Regions from separate parts of the Sus scrofa genome. Here regions 2 and 3 are each linked to region 1. The links are chromatin contacts, called in public HiChIP or PLAC-seq maps. All regions are on one chromosome and are shown on one strand. Each heading gives the region's core, a stretch centred on a gene start, on an enhancer-like site or on the middle of the called end of the contact. The rest is flanking DNA. Distances are from core to core; before and after follow the strand shown. Region 1 holds the start of SMARCD1 (SWI/SNF related, matrix associated, actin dependent regulator of chromatin, subfamily d, member 1). Region 2 overlaps LARP4 (la-related protein 4). Region 3 holds the start of LARP4 (la-related protein 4).

Region 1 (4,769 bases), core at 1,287-3,786:
CCAGTCACCAAAGCCCCCTCCCAGTGGGGGGTGGAGGGGATCCTCGGGGCCTGCAATTTGGCCCCAAACCAGAGAATGTACCTTGAAGGGGAGGGCTAGTAGGGGGGGCTTCCCCAGCCTTAAGAGACCCTCTCAGCCCAGTGACCCCCCCCCAACCCCAAGTCTCCAGGCAGGAACCCTCCATTGTATCTGTCCCCACACCGCCACCTCACACAGTGTGACGTCTCCAGGGAGGTGGAGGTGGGGGAATCTCCAGAAGTGGAGCTGGGGACATGATGTGGCCCTGGTGCTGTAGGCCACATCCTGATACCTACAGGTTCATGTCCACCCAGAGCTGCTGGAGAGAAATCCCAAGAGGCAGCCCTCCTCCACCATCCCATAAAAGATCCAGCTGGTTGGTGTCCAGCTCAGGGAGAGGGGCACTGGTGCCTAACCTCACTGGTCCCTCTCCCGGGGCCCCTGCAGAGGGCCACATCCATAAATTTTCTTATGGAACTCTCCCAAGTCCTCTTCCGAAACTTCATTTGCTTCTCTCAACACCTTCATCTGCATTTTCTATTTCTATATGATACAGACTCTATATTGCTATATCTCTGTATATACTTTCCCTTGACTCCGTCTCTACTCCATCCCCTCTTGTCTCTAAGAACCACCCTCCCACGCCAGGCTCCCCTTTCTGTGTTTCCACCCCGTCCCTGGTCTCTGAATGCCTTCGCCTGTATAAAGAGTTGGACTCTCCCCTGGTGTCTGTACTGTGTACACACATCCCTCTAAGAAGCACAAGGAGACGACACGCGCATTGTAACCTTCGCACTGTCTCGGTGGTGACATAAAGGAAGCTGTGAATTACAAGCTCTGCCTCTTTCTGGCCTCACCCTCTCCCCCTAACCTGGGCACCCTCTGCCCTCCCTGCAGCCTTAACATTCCCTCCCTTGCTCCACCCACCCCAGTGTCCTTTGCCTGGCTGACTGTGACCTCTCCAGGGAAGGGGGTTGCTACTGAGAGAGCCCCCTCCCATGGGATGGAGATCTCTTCCGCACAATACGTCAAGGGGTGGCAAAGACAGAGGGAGCTGAGGGTTGGGGACCCCTGCAGCTGAAGCAGCAGGGTGCTGACAGGTGGCAGCTGAGGTCTTTAGTCAGTGGCCTTTCCCTCCTGGCTGCCCAGGCCCCTTTGCTCACCTAATACCCAAGCCCACCACTTATATTTTCTGGTAAGGTATGGTTTGGTAGCGGGAGGAAAGAGACAGGCCTAGAGGGGAAGTTAAAACTCTGCCGTTCTGTCCCTCCCTTCCTACTTTAATGAGAAACCTGTGAGGCCAAGGACCTGCCGTGCCTCCTCCACCAGGCGCTCCCCTCAGGCCAGAGCGCTGCCTCTTCCCAGGCCTTCTCTGCCCAGCTGTCTCTCAGTCTCCACCCCCAGAACAAGACCTGTGGCAGGTCACCTGTGCATTGACCTGGAGCTGCAGGGTGAGGCTGTAGGATCTTTGGGAACTCTGGGTTCCTGGGAACTCCTAGGAGATCAGACCTCTCCAGAGGGAAGCAGGAGCAAGGCCAAAGGGTGTGCACCAGATGGGGAACAGCAGGCAGGGCTATGGGTGACGCATGTCTCTGGTCTAATAAACTGGGTTTCAACCATCTCCTCTTCAGTGTCGTTCTTCTCTTATTTGAATAGTATGTAGGACTTCCTACTAAGAGCTGACCTTGGATTGGGGCCAATCAGGGGAGGAGTAAGGGAGCCAGAGCAGGGATACGCTGGTCCTGGGATGGGACAAGCTGACCATCACACCAGAAATGGTTTGAACCACTGGGCAGGGAAAGAGGAAGAGATCAAAGGTTAACAAAGATCCCAAAGAGAAATCCTAGTACAAAGGAGGCTTTGGAGACGGCGTGGGGTCAAACTTCAAAATATACTTAAAATCTGGAAGCAGGTTAGGTTAAAGGTCAGGGGAAAGGCTGGGTTGAAGTTCTAGCATTAGGTAGTTATTGAGGCACTTTATCTGTGGCATGAGCCCTGGGCTATGAGCCAGACCTGGATTCTAAGCCTTGGCTTTCGCGTTAACTTGCTGGTTGACTACACCGAGTCATTTCCTCTCGAGTTCACCTCTCCTGTTTGCAAAATGGAAAGGTGCGTCCTCCTCTTCGGCTCCTGGGCTTAGAGCCGGAGGAGAAGGAAAAGAAACACGCGCTTTGGAAAGTTAAAACGCCCTGCGCCCAGATGAAGCAGTTACTCCATCACCCTCTTCATCAGAGCTTTGGGACGGTGCTGTGGTCCCCCTTTCCAGGTCCTTGTCTTCCTCCCGCCGGCCTGGGGGCGCCCGCTCACGGGCCTCTCTATCCCAGAGCTCTTCTCGATGGTGTTCCCTGCCGGACCGCGAAGGCTGGAGGGAGTGGTCAGCACGCTTTTTCCGCTCGTCGCCCCCCTCTAGCCCACAGTCTCGCTGCCCTGGGCCTCCCGTGCCGGCGGGCCGGCCGGGCGGACAGGCGGGCGCGCTGGGGGCGCGCGGGGGCGGGGGGAGTTCCGGTTCCGGTTCTTTGTGCAGCTGCAGCAGCGGCTCCGGGAAAGATGGCGGCCCGGGCGGGTTTCCAGTCTGTGGCTCCGAGTGGCGGCGCCGGAGCTTCAGGCGGGGCGGGCGCGGCGGCTGCCCTGGGCCCGGGCGGGACTCCGGGGCCTCCGGTGCGAATGGGCCCGGCGCCGGGTCAAGGGCTGTACCGCTCCCCGATGCCCGGAGCGGCCTATCCGGTGAGTGGGGCAGGAGGAGGGGCGCGCGGGCCGGGGGCGGGGCCGAGCGGGGGCCTGGGAGTGACGGGGTGGGGGGAGGAGTAGGAGGGACTCCCCTGGGAGGGATTCGGTTCGCGAGGGAGGGTCGGGGGAGGCAGTGCGCGGAAGGGAGGGGAGGCGGTTAGCATCCCCACCAGCTCGTAGGGGCATTGTTTCCTTGGGGAGTCGGGGTGTAGAACCAGGGTGAACGAAGCGGGGCCAAGGGTGGGCTTGTGAGAGTTGGAGTGCAAAAAGGCTTAGGCAGCTCCAGTGCCCAGAGGAGCACAGAAGGTGTACCTGGCAAATTGAGGTCAGCTTTTGAGGAGATGGTAGCTGGCTGTGCTGTCTGAGTACTGGGAGCAGAGGAGATGTCCAATGGCAGATACAAACTAGACTGGGGAGAATTTGAGTATAATCTGCTCTCTTAGCTTTGGGCTGGAGTCCCCTGTGGGATCACAAGTGGAGCAGAGGAAGCTCCAGTGATCTATATTTCAAAGAGGTAGAGGGGTCTTCTCCCACCCCCCATGCCCCCAGCCTGGTTCGATTCAGAGAACTCAGGCTTCCCCCACTTTCCCTTTCCTGGTGGGGTTTGCAAGGGAAGCCATGACATCTCTGGGTCCTCTCCCCTCTGTAGAGACCAGGTATGCTACCAGGCAGCCGAATGACACCTCAGGGACCTTCCATGGGACCCCCTGGCTATGGGGGGAACCCTTCAGTCCGACCTGGCCTGGCCCAGTCAGGGATGGACCAGTCCCGCAAGAGACCTGCACCTCAGCAGATCCAGCAGGTCCAGCAACAGGCGGTCCAAAATCGGAACCACAAGTAAGATGACCCCAGGGTGGAGAGCGGGAGGGCGGACACAGGTGGTGGGAGTACCTCAAGCAAGAAGTGACGACGCTGTGTCAGCAGACAGTGGAGACTGTTTCGTGTTTGGTGGGGGTGGGGGGTGTCTTTGATTTGAGAGAAGCTTTGCGGTTCTTTCTCTTGACTATAAATGGAGGTGCTGACAGCCTGTCTTCATGTTCTGGCTAGTTCCATCCCAACCTGATAACAGTATTTATTCCAAACAGTGCAAAGAAAAAGAAGATGGCTGACAAAATTCTACCTCAAAGGGTGAGTCCAGGCTGTATAGGTCTTCTTGAGGGTGTGTTGAGTTGGAGAAGAGAGATGGCCAGCTCTAGATCCCAATGATACCTTTCTGTTCCTCAGATTCGTGAACTGGTACCAGAATCCCAGGCCTATATGGATCTCTTGGCTTTTGAAAGGAAACTGGACCAGACTATCATGAGGAAACGGCTAGATATCCAGGAGGCCTTGAAGCGTCCCATCAAGGTAACGCAGGAGAGTGCTAGGCAGAGAGCCAAAGGAGAGGACTCGGGAACCTTCAGCAGGCTAAGGATGAGAAATCAAAGGCATAGCGCCGCTCTCCTTGGCATTTAAATTACATCTCTCCCTTCCGCCTACAAACCGAGAATTACATTAGAAGCATAAGAACAGAACAGCTCAGGGGGAGGGGCTTTTGGTAGTTCTTGCACCAGAAATATACTCTGTTGGTGTTTTTGCTATAACTGCTCTGTCACCTTGGGAACCTGGCACCTCGCATGACTTTGTCTACCTGGCACCCCAGTGCATGCACTTGCATTTGGGCCAGTGGCCTGTGCTCTTCTAGGTGGAATCTCCGTCCACCCACCCCAGGGCCTGGGTAAATAGTAAGCCAGTCTGTTAGGAGACGTTTTGGGGTTTGGGGAGACCCTGGTCTTCAGCGTGAAACCACTGAAGCCCCACTGTCAATCCTGTTTCTGCCTTCCTCAGCAAAAACGGAAGCTGCGAATTTTCATTTCTAACACTTTCAATCCGGCTAAGTCAGATGCCGAGGATGGGGAAGGGACGGTGGCTTCCTGGGAGCTTCGGGTAGAAGGACGCCTCCTGGAGGATGTGAGTTCAAGGTCCACTGTGGTCAGCATCTAGGGTGGGAGCTGCTGGGAACAAGCAGTATTGTCTGGTTGGCA
Region 2 (4,769 bases), core at 621-3,120, 230 kb after region 1:
CTTTTTAGGGCTGCAGTCTAGGCATATGGAGGTTCCCACGCTAGGGGTGGAATCAGAGCTACAGCTGCTGGCCTACCCCACAGCCACAGCAATGTGGGATCTGAGCTGTGTCTTCAACCTACACCACAGTTCATGGCAAAGCCAGATCCCTGACCCACTGAGCAGGGCCAGGAATTGAACCCACATCCTCATGGATACTAGTCAGATTCATTTCTTCCACGCCACAATGGGAATTCCTGAACATGATTGCTTTTGTAATTGGAAAGAAATTATTTTACTGAAATTTTCATAAGGAAATCATCATATAAATATATAAACTTGTGCAAAGATATTTGCTGCAGCGTTGTCTGCAGTGTTGAAAAAGATACAGATTTCTATCAGTAGGAGAACAGTTCGCTAAATTGTGATAGCTCTATGCAATAAATATCATACAGCCAATACATTAAGTCTAGGAGTTCCTGTCCTGGTGCAGCGGAAATGAATCCGACTAGGAATCATGAGGTGGTGGGTTCAATCCCTGGCGTCGCTAGGTGGGTTAAGGATCTGGTGTTGCTGTGAGCTATGGTGTAGGTCAAAGATTCAGCTTGGATCTGGCGTTGTTGTGGCTGTAGCGTAGGCCAGCAGCTGCAGCTCTGATTGGACCCCTAGCCTGGGAAGCTCCTTATGCCATGGGTGCAGCCCTAAAAAGACAAAAAGCCAAAAAAAAAAAAAAAACCAAAAAAACCCAAAACAAAAATAAAAACAGGAGTTCCCGTCGTGGCGCAGTGGTTAACGAATCCGACTAGGAACCATGAGGTTGTGGGTTCGATCCCTGCCCTTGCTCGGTGGGTTAACGATCCGGCGTTGCCGTGAGCTGTAGTGTAGGTTGCAGACGCGGCTCGGATCCTGCGTTGCTGTGGCTCTGGCGTAGGCTGGTGGCTACAGCTCCGATTCGACCCCTAGCCTGGGAACCTCCATATGCCGCGGAAGCGGTCCAAGAAATAGCAAAAAGACAAGAAGACAAAAAAATAATAATAATAAATAAAAACAATAAATATCTATTAACATAGAAAAATTTCAGAGTTTCTGTCGCACAGCCGAAATGAATCCAGCTAGGAACCATGAGATTGCAAGTTCTATCCCTGCAATCAGTGGGTTAAGGATCTGGCACTGCCATGAGCTGTGGTGTAGGTTGTAGATGTGGCTCCGTTCCTGGGAGGCTGTGGCTGTGGTGTAGGCCAGCAATTGTAGCTCTGATTCGACCCCTAGCCTGGGAACCTCCATATGCTGTGGGTGCGGCCCTAAAAAGCAAAAACAAAACACAAAAACAAAGAAAAAACAGAAAATTTTCAAAGATGCACTATTATGTGAAACAAAGCGAGTTAAAAGACGTTTCTGATATGAGCCCATTTTTGCAACCAAAATGTAAGTGCAGAGAAATTTTTTTTTTTTTTTGTCTTTTTGCTATTTCTTGGGCCGCTCCCTCGGCATATGGAGGTTCCCAGGCTAGGGGTCGAATCAGAGCTGTTGCTGCCGGCCTGCACCACAGCCACAGCAACACCAGATCCGAGCTGAGTCTGTGACCCACACAACAGCTCACAGCATCACTGCATCGCTGGATCCTTAACCCACTGAGCAAGGCCAGGGATTGAACCCGAAGCCTCATGGTTCCTAGTTGGATTCATTTCCGCTGCGCCACGATGGGAACCTCAAAAAACCCTTAATTGTAATTGATGAATTGCTGGAGGCTCAGTATAGCAAGTCTGAGAGTTAAAAAATCCAAGGGGACCTCATCAAAGGGATCTTCAGAAACTCTACTAGATCCTGACAGTGAAGATTGTAGAAAAATCCCCTCATGTTTCCCTCAGGGGAAGGAGAAGTATAACCGTTTTGAAATACAGCAGAGCATTCTGTTCTTAGCAAATCTGCCCTCAAGAGAAACTATTTTGCCAGAGTCTAACATGCCAGAGTTTTAACGGGACCCAAACTGGAGGAAAAGGAAAAAACAATTCCAGCTCCCTCTAGGCATCCTGTCCCATCTAAGGTAGTGTAGGGTCAGGAAGACTGAGAAGCACTGGTGAAGTTCACGGTCCAGAGGCATAGGTTCTCCAAAAGACTGAGACCTATTTAATCATAGAACTATAAAATGTTTTCCCCTTCCTCCAGACCTCAGCAGCACACCCTTGAAGACCTCTTTTCCTTTCACATAGTATAGCACGTCCAGATTTCAATAAAAAATTACAAGCCTCACTAAAAGGCAGTAAATACAGCTTGAAGAGATGAACAAGCCTCAGAAGCAGAGTAAGATATGTAGGGATGTTGTAATTATCAGGCTGCAATTTAAATTAACTATGATTAATATGCTATGGATTTTGATGAAAAAGTAGGCAGCTTGCAAGAACAGATGGATAATGTAAGCAGAGAGAGGGGCATTCTAAGAAGGAATCAAAAAGAAATGCTGGAGATCAGAAACAAACAGAAATGAGGAATGCCTCTGCTGGCCTGATTAGTAGACTGAGGATGACTGAGCAAAAATCTCTGAGCTTGAGGATATGACAATAGAAACTTCCAGAACTGAAAAAGAGAAAAAAGACAAAAAAATAGAACAGAATACACACACACACACACACACACACACCACACACACACACACACACACACACACACAAGCAATAACTGCAGAACAACTAATAAAAAATGTAACATACATGTTAAGAGAGTACCAGGAGAAGAAAGAAAGCAACAGAAGCAACATTGGAAGCACTGACTACTGAGAATTTCCTCAAATTAATGTCAGACACCAAACCACAGAACCAGGAAACTCAAAGAACACCAAGCAGAAAAAATGCCAAAAACAACCTATATTTTTTGTGGCCATGAAAAACACCTTAACAAACCTGAAAGAACAGAAATCATCCAATGTCTGATCTCACACCATAATGGAATTAAACAATAAAAAAAAGTTAACTGGAAAATCCTAAAATACACGGAAATTAAACACCCTTGGAGTTCCCAGCATGGCTCAGTGGTAACGAATCTGACTTGTATCCATGAGGAAGCAGGTTCAGTCCCTGGCGTCACTCAGCGGGTTAAAGATCCGGTGTTGCCATGAACTGAGGTGTAGGTCACAGTCATGGCTCAGATCCTGAGTTGCTGTTTGTGGTGTAGGCCTAGCAGCTCTAGCTCCAATTCATCTCCTAGCCTGGGAACTTCCATATGTCATGGGTGTGGCCCTAAAAGACAAAGACAAAAAAAAAAAAAAAAAACAACTCTTGTAAATAATACATGGGTCAAGGAAGAACTCTTAGGAAAAATTTTTAAATATTCTGTATCAGGAGTTCCTGAGCTTTAATGAACCCGACTAATATCCATGAGGACACGTGTTTGATCCCTGGCCTTGCTCAGTAGGTAAGGATCTGCCGTTACCATGAGCTGTGGTGTAGGTCACAGAGGTGGCTCGAATCTGTCATTTCTGTGGCTGTGGTATAGGCCAGCAGCTACAGCTCTGATTCAACATCTAGCCTAGGAACTTTCATATTCTGCAGGTGCGGCCCTAAAAAGACACACACACACAAAATTTTTTTTGAATCAAATGAAAATGAAAATACAATTTATCAAAATTTGTAGGATGCAGCAAATGCAGTGCTTAGAGAGAAATGTAAGAATTGAATGTACATATTAGGAAAGAAGAAAATTAAATCAATAATCTGAGCTTCCACCTTGGAAAACTAAAAAAAAGAGGAACAAACTAAATACAAAATAAGCAGAAGAAAAGAAATAATAAAAATTAGAGTAGAAATCAAAAGGGAAAATCAACAAGCATATCTGGGCATCTTGCATTTTATCTGGGAACCATATTCATCCATAAACCAGGTATTGATGTTGTTTCAAATTACATATATAGTTAAGTACAAAGCTAAATGTGTAGGAATAATAATAGCAAATTCAGAATAGTGGTTTCTATGGCGCAAGAAAGAAAAATGCTATTGGTTAGGGGTACACATGGAAATTCACTCTTATGTGTCTTTGTATTATATATTTGTAATTTTTGCTTTTTGGGTTTTTCCTTTCCCTTCTTTTTTAGATAGCATGTTTTATTTCTTAAACTTAGAGCTGTATATGCAGACTTTTTCTTTTTTTGGTTTTTAGGGCTGCACTTGTGGCAAAGGGAGCTTCCCGGGCTAGGGATTGAATCAGAGCTACAGCTGCTGGTCTATGCCACAGTCACAGCAACCCCAGATCCGAGCCGCGGCTGCAACCTATGCAACCTACACCACAGCTCATGGCAACGCCATATCCTTAACCCCCTGAGTGAGGACAGGGATCAAACCCACAACCTCATGGTTGGTTACTAGTCGGATTCATTTCCACTGCGCCACAATGGGAACTCCTATATGCAGACATTTTTTCATATGACCATGCTTTTTGCTGTCTGAAATATTGATAATAAGTATTTAAAAATCTTCAATAGCCCTCTAGATAAAGTCCAGGGAACCTACCATGGATTACAAACAACTTCATGGTTTCTCTGACTCTTCTTACTATCTTGCCACACCCAGTTTGTATACAGTGGTCTGGCCAGGCTGATCAATTTTCCTCAAAAAAACCTCTACGCCTTTGCTGTTTTCTCTTTTAAGCACACTCAGTGCTCTTCCCCTTGCCACCTACCTTCCTCTTGTTACTAAATCATCACTTAATTGTCTATATCTTTAGGAGACCTTCTCTTCTCTAGCACGTTTATCTATGTCTGAGTTGAGTATTTCTTTGTACTTCCAGAACATTCAGTACTT
Region 3 (4,769 bases), core at 1,659-4,158, 180 kb after region 1:
AAAAATAAAAAATATAGGGGAGTTCCCGTCGTGGTGCAGCGGAAATGAATCCGATGAGGAACCATGAGGTTGTGGGTTCAATCCCTGGCCTTGCTCAGTGGGTTAAGGATCCAGTGTTGCCGTGAGCTACGATGTAGGTCGCAGACTCGGCTTGGATGTGGTGTTGCTGTGGCTCTGGCGTAAGTTGGCACCTACAGCTCTGATTGGACCCCTAGCCTGGGAACCTCCATATGCCGTGGGTGCAGCCCTAAAAAGACAAAATATATATATATAAGCATGTAGAAAGGACAGTGTCTCGCTCATCCTCTGTATACTAGAACCCTGGTGCACAGTAGGTATGATGAGCACTCAAGACTACCACAGACTTCAGATCATTAAAACTCTGCAAAGAATCTTCAAGCATGTCTGACTTTCTCCACCCTGCTCCCCAAAAAGAAAGAAAAGAAAAGAAAAAGGAAGAAAGCAATAAAGAAAAAAAAAACATTCTGAGGGTACCTTAGGAAGCATTTAAGTATCCTCTATCATCAAGATATGCTGTTAATAGAACTGTTTTCACTTCTGAAGCTTTCTCTTCTTAGAATTATTAGAGGGTTAAAATTTGGCCCACCTTTACCAGAATCTGGAACAAAACCTGAATGTACAAAGTTAAACAAAGTGATACAGTAGAGCAATTTTTACAAAATGACCCTGCTTTGCCAGTGTTGCCAATACACTATTCTCTTCCCCAGAGGTTCTAGAGTTCAGGGACTACATGATAACAACACTTCCAGGCCCAATACAGAACTGAGAAAATAGCTCTGCCAATTTATTTGCTAAACTGCACAGGATTAATAAATCCTAATCCCATTATCAAAAGGCCATAGTATTGGCAGAACACAAGGCAAAGAATGTTAAGTGATGCAAATACATGGTCTGAAGACAATCACTCACTACTGCTCAAAGGTTTTTGCTGTTGTTGATTTTATTTTGTTTTTAAGGAAAAGAAGAGGGATTTTTTTTTTTTAAAACTGTGTTCTCTGCTCCTACAGCACTCTGGGTTGATGTCTAGCACAGCACTGACATCATTAATACTCTAAGTGTATCTATTGACCTCCCTAACCCATTTGACTTTAAGCTCTTTCATAGTAAGAACATTTAGAACATTGAATCCACAAGACTGACATTACAAGAGGCACTGAATATTTTCTCCAAAAAATGAAATAAGTCCCCCCCCCCCGCCACCTTTTTCGGTCTTTTTAGGGCAGCACCCAGGGCATATGGAGGTTCCCAGGCTAGGGATCCAATCGGAGCTGTAGCTACTGCAACCTACACCACAGCTCACGGCAAGGCTGGATCCTTAATCCACTGAGCGAGTCCAGGGATCAAACCTGCATCCTCATGGATGCTAGTCAGATTCGTTTCCGCTGAGCCACGATGGGAACTCCTGAAATAAGTTCTTAAAGTGATTATCTAGCACCATGCTATGTGTTGTTCTGCCAATGGAAAACAAGAAATATATATATGCATACACATATTTTTGAAGGTCTACCTAAAATATGTCATCCTTCATCTAGGTTGAACCTCCACAGGAACTGAGGAAATGCTTGTTGAGGGTCATTTTCCTTTTGTCTACATCAGGGCTCAGAAGAAAGCATTATTTCATGGATCCTAAAATACTTATTATTTGTGAATAGTATTAGTAACTATGCAGAAGAAAAGTATTCCATTTAGCCACTTAAATCAAGAGCAAAAGAAAGAATGCCTAACGCAAAAAAAAAAAAAAAAAAGACTCCTCCCCTTACAAAAGGTCACTGTCTAAAAGACTGATAACTCCCTAAGCACTTTTAACTAACTTGAAAAGTCAAGTCAATAGAACCATCTGGATTATGCAGACTTTCAAAAGCTGGAATTAGGTGAAAGACAATAGTACTTCAAATATCTCTCACCAGGGTCCTAAGCACCAGTAAGGAGGTAAGGAAGTGTGCCAGATGGTTAGCCCCTAGCACCTACAACTTTAGGCTTAGTAGGTGTAGCCAGAGGTGTACAATTACCTTATATTAACACCCACGTATTGACAGGTGCCAGAGATATATACATGATAGCGATTCTGGGGTGACATATCCAGCTGCAAGACTGCTATACTCTCAACATACCTCAAAAAGGTGTAAGTTTCTTACAGAGTCCAACTGGCAGAATGGAAGGGGAGAAAAATCGAAGAGGGAGAGAATGGCTGAAAATGAAGAATAGAAAAGAAAGGCTGAATTATTAGAATATTTCCCTGAGAGACTGTTTTGTATTATTGATGAGCTGCCACCTTCCTCTACCACACCAAAAAAGTATATAGTTAGAAGTGTTCCTGATGGAAGCGGGGCGGGGCGGGGCGGGGTGGGGGTGGGGGGGTCCTATGAGCTCCTGTCTTCAAGCAGCAAAGCCTCAGATCTACTTAATTACTCCCAACCCCTCAGCGTACTACCCTGAAGAGAGGAAAGGACCAGCAGCTCCTCCACTCTCTTTCTTGAGGGGGAGGGGTTCACGCTCCTTGTGTTCCCCCCACCCCAGAAGTCGCGGGAGAAAGAGGGTGTGGAGGGAACCCGGGTCTCTGCGCACTCTCCGGCTGTGGAGGATGTGGCGAGGGAAGACTCTTACCTGGCTAAAAGCGGTCTTTTCTCCGAGCTGCTACCAGCCCTGCCACGGGTCCCTGGCGCTCTGCCTCGCGCACCTGTCGCGACCTAGCCGCAGCACCTACAGCTCCCTGCGGCCCCGCCCCGGTCCGGCTCAGAGCCCCGCCCCGACCCCGCCCACCGCCGCGGGGGCGCGCCCGTCAGCCCGCCTCCCTGCGGCCTAGGGGCGAGCGTGCGCGCTCCGCCGGCTGCGTGTCTTGCCTTCGCGGCTGCTCGCGTCGCCCCGCGCGCCGGCGTTCTGAGGGGCGTGGCTGCTTTTCCGGGGCTCGCGCTGGAATTTCTCTGAGGCATCCGCGCTGTTTTATGGCCTAGGGCTCTGGGCCTTTGTACTTTGGCTTGAGCAGTGACTCAGAGTTACCGCAGTTTGACTCAAGAGCGGCTAGGAAGTTTTTCCTAGGTTCAAGTATAGGCCAGTCCCCAGCCAGGTTCCTGGTGCTTTCGGGGTAAGTTCTGTGCAGGGAGGGTGTTTTAGAGGAGGCCTTTTGGTGTGGTGTAAAGAACTATAAATTAATCCTAACTCGACCCGCTTGACGTTCAAGTCGCTTCGCCTCCCTAGAGCTGAGTTTCTTCATGTAAAGGAAGGGATTGGACAAGGGCAGATCTGCAAGTTCTCCAGCATCTCTAACCTTATTTCTTCACTAAGAGCAGTGCTCAAAGGCTTTAGAGTCAAGAGGCCTAGCACTTGGCCATCCTGCCCCCAAATTTCCCCCTGGTACGTGCAGTTGCATCAGTGCCCTTTGATAGTGTCTTTTCCTTCTGCACCTCAAGTGTGGTATGGTTTTAAACCACAAGTTTTCTGAAGCTTTTCGAATTCATGTAGGTTGATAAGTACTATAAGGGGATGGTGGTGGTAAATGGCTGTATTTACACTTCCTAAAGCAATTAGGGAAGGGGTTTTTTTCTTAGGGCCACACACGGAATATGGAGGTTCTGAGGCTAGGTGTCACATCGAGCTGCAGCTGTGGGCCTAGCCACAGCCACAACAACTTGGGATACAAGCCGCATCTGCGACCTACAACACAGCCCACGGCAATGCTAGATCTTTAACCCAGAGAGCGAGGCCAGTGATCTAACCTGCATCCTCATGGATACTAGTCAGATTCCTTTCCACTGAGCTACAATGGGAACTCCTTAAGAAAGATTTCTAATAAGAAATTTCCAGCGACAGATGATGGGTAGTCCAGTTGTTTCCTTATTCTTTCAGATATCCAGCCCAGACTGATTCCGGATAGGAATCAAGCATCAAGACTCTTCAATTCCCATGCTGCCTGCCAGTTTTGTTAGAGAGCCCTAGCAAATATATACGGTGGTATGTGGAGTTCCTTTAATATATACCTCCCCTTTTTAAAAATCAAGTCAATAAAGGCCTTTATTCTCCACAAAGAATTTTAGACCTAGATTTAGATCTTTACTCAGCCACTTACTAGCTAAGCAAACTACTGTTTGCTCTTCCGGAGCCTCCCTTAGCGCCCTTTGAAAATAAGAGCTAGTAGTACACCATAGTTGGTTTACAAGTTTGTGAGGTGGATTGCTACATTTAGGAGGATTCTATGAGCCAGTTATTGAGCATAAACACTATTAAAAATTGCATAGGAGTACCTGTCATGACTCAGCACATTAAGAGCCTGACTAGTGTCCATGAAGATGCGGGTTCAATCTCTGGCCTCACTCAGTGGGTTAAAGGTCCGGGCTTACCATGAGCTCGTGTAGGTCGCAGATGCAGCTCAGATCTGGAGTTGCTGTGGCTGCAGCTGGCCTGGCAGCTGCAGCTCCAATTCGACATCTAGCCTGGGAACTTCCATATGCAGCAGGTGCAGCCCTAAAAGGCAAAAAAAAAAAAAAAAAAGGAAAGAAAGAAAACAATTACATATTTTAAAGGAGTTCCTATGTGACTCTGCAGGTTAAAGATCCAGCATTGTCGCTGCACCGGTTCAGATTGCTGGCTGTGGCACAGGTTTAATCCCTGGCCCAGGAACTTTCGTATGCAGTGAGCATGCCCCCTCCCCTAATTATATAAATTAGGAGTTCCATGGTGGCCTAGCAGTTGAGAATCCAGCATTGTCACTGCTGTGGCTCAGGTCACTGCTGTGGCTCAGGTCACTGCTGTGA

What was found. HiChIP or PLAC-seq counts read pairs in DNA pulled down with a chosen protein or histone mark.
Region 2: an H3K27ac HiChIP or PLAC-seq map of alveolar macrophages shows a contact between it and region 1. The contact joins the enhancer-like site here to the promoter of SMARCD1 in region 1. A contact is called at or near these places in 2 of 5 promoter capture datasets (fetal liver and liver), 16 of 47 Hi-C or Micro-C datasets (embryonic fibroblasts, epiblast stem cells, fetal liver and 9 more) and 2 of 2 datasets of contacts at active chromatin or transcription factors (alveolar macrophages and skeletal muscle).
Region 3: a contact with region 1 is called in an H3K27ac HiChIP or PLAC-seq map of alveolar macrophages. The contact joins the promoter of LARP4 here to the promoter of SMARCD1 in region 1. A contact is called at or near these places in 2 of 5 promoter capture datasets (fetal liver and liver), 1 of 47 Hi-C or Micro-C datasets (liver) and 2 of 2 datasets of contacts at active chromatin or transcription factors (alveolar macrophages and skeletal muscle).

What each region holds. Positions count from the first base shown.
Region 1 is chr5:15,990,242-15,995,010 of Sscrofa11.1, forward strand. SMARCD1 (SWI/SNF related, matrix associated, actin dependent regulator of chromatin, subfamily d, member 1) reads left to right here and starts at 2,537. Exons shown (of 13, transcript NM_001244613.1): 1 at 2,537-2,742; 2 at 3,395-3,582; 3 at 3,831-3,873; 4 at 3,970-4,092; 5 at 4,573-4,695. The coding sequence starts at 2,566. ASIC1 (acid-sensing ion channel 1) reads left to right here. Exons shown (of 12, transcript XM_021091640.1): 12 at 1-1,050.
Region 2 is chr5:16,218,316-16,223,084 of Sscrofa11.1, forward strand. The region is part of intron 2 of LARP4 (la-related protein 4); the gene reads left to right. Among named protein-coding and RNA genes, the nearest start is that of LARP4, 43 kb to the left of the region's middle. Within about 2 kb of position 1,871, at least 2 of the 83 cell types and tissues checked have an H3K27ac peak or open chromatin away from gene starts, as enhancers often do. A contact at or near this core is called in alveolar macrophages, where this site is marked.
Region 3 is chr5:16,174,341-16,179,109 of Sscrofa11.1, forward strand. It overlaps LARP4 (la-related protein 4), which reads left to right and starts at 2,909. Exons shown (of 16, transcript XM_021091648.1): 1 at 2,909-3,103. It overlaps LIMA1 (LIM domain and actin binding 1), which reads right to left and starts at 2,702. Exons shown (of 11, transcript NM_001114676.1): 1 at 2,626-2,702.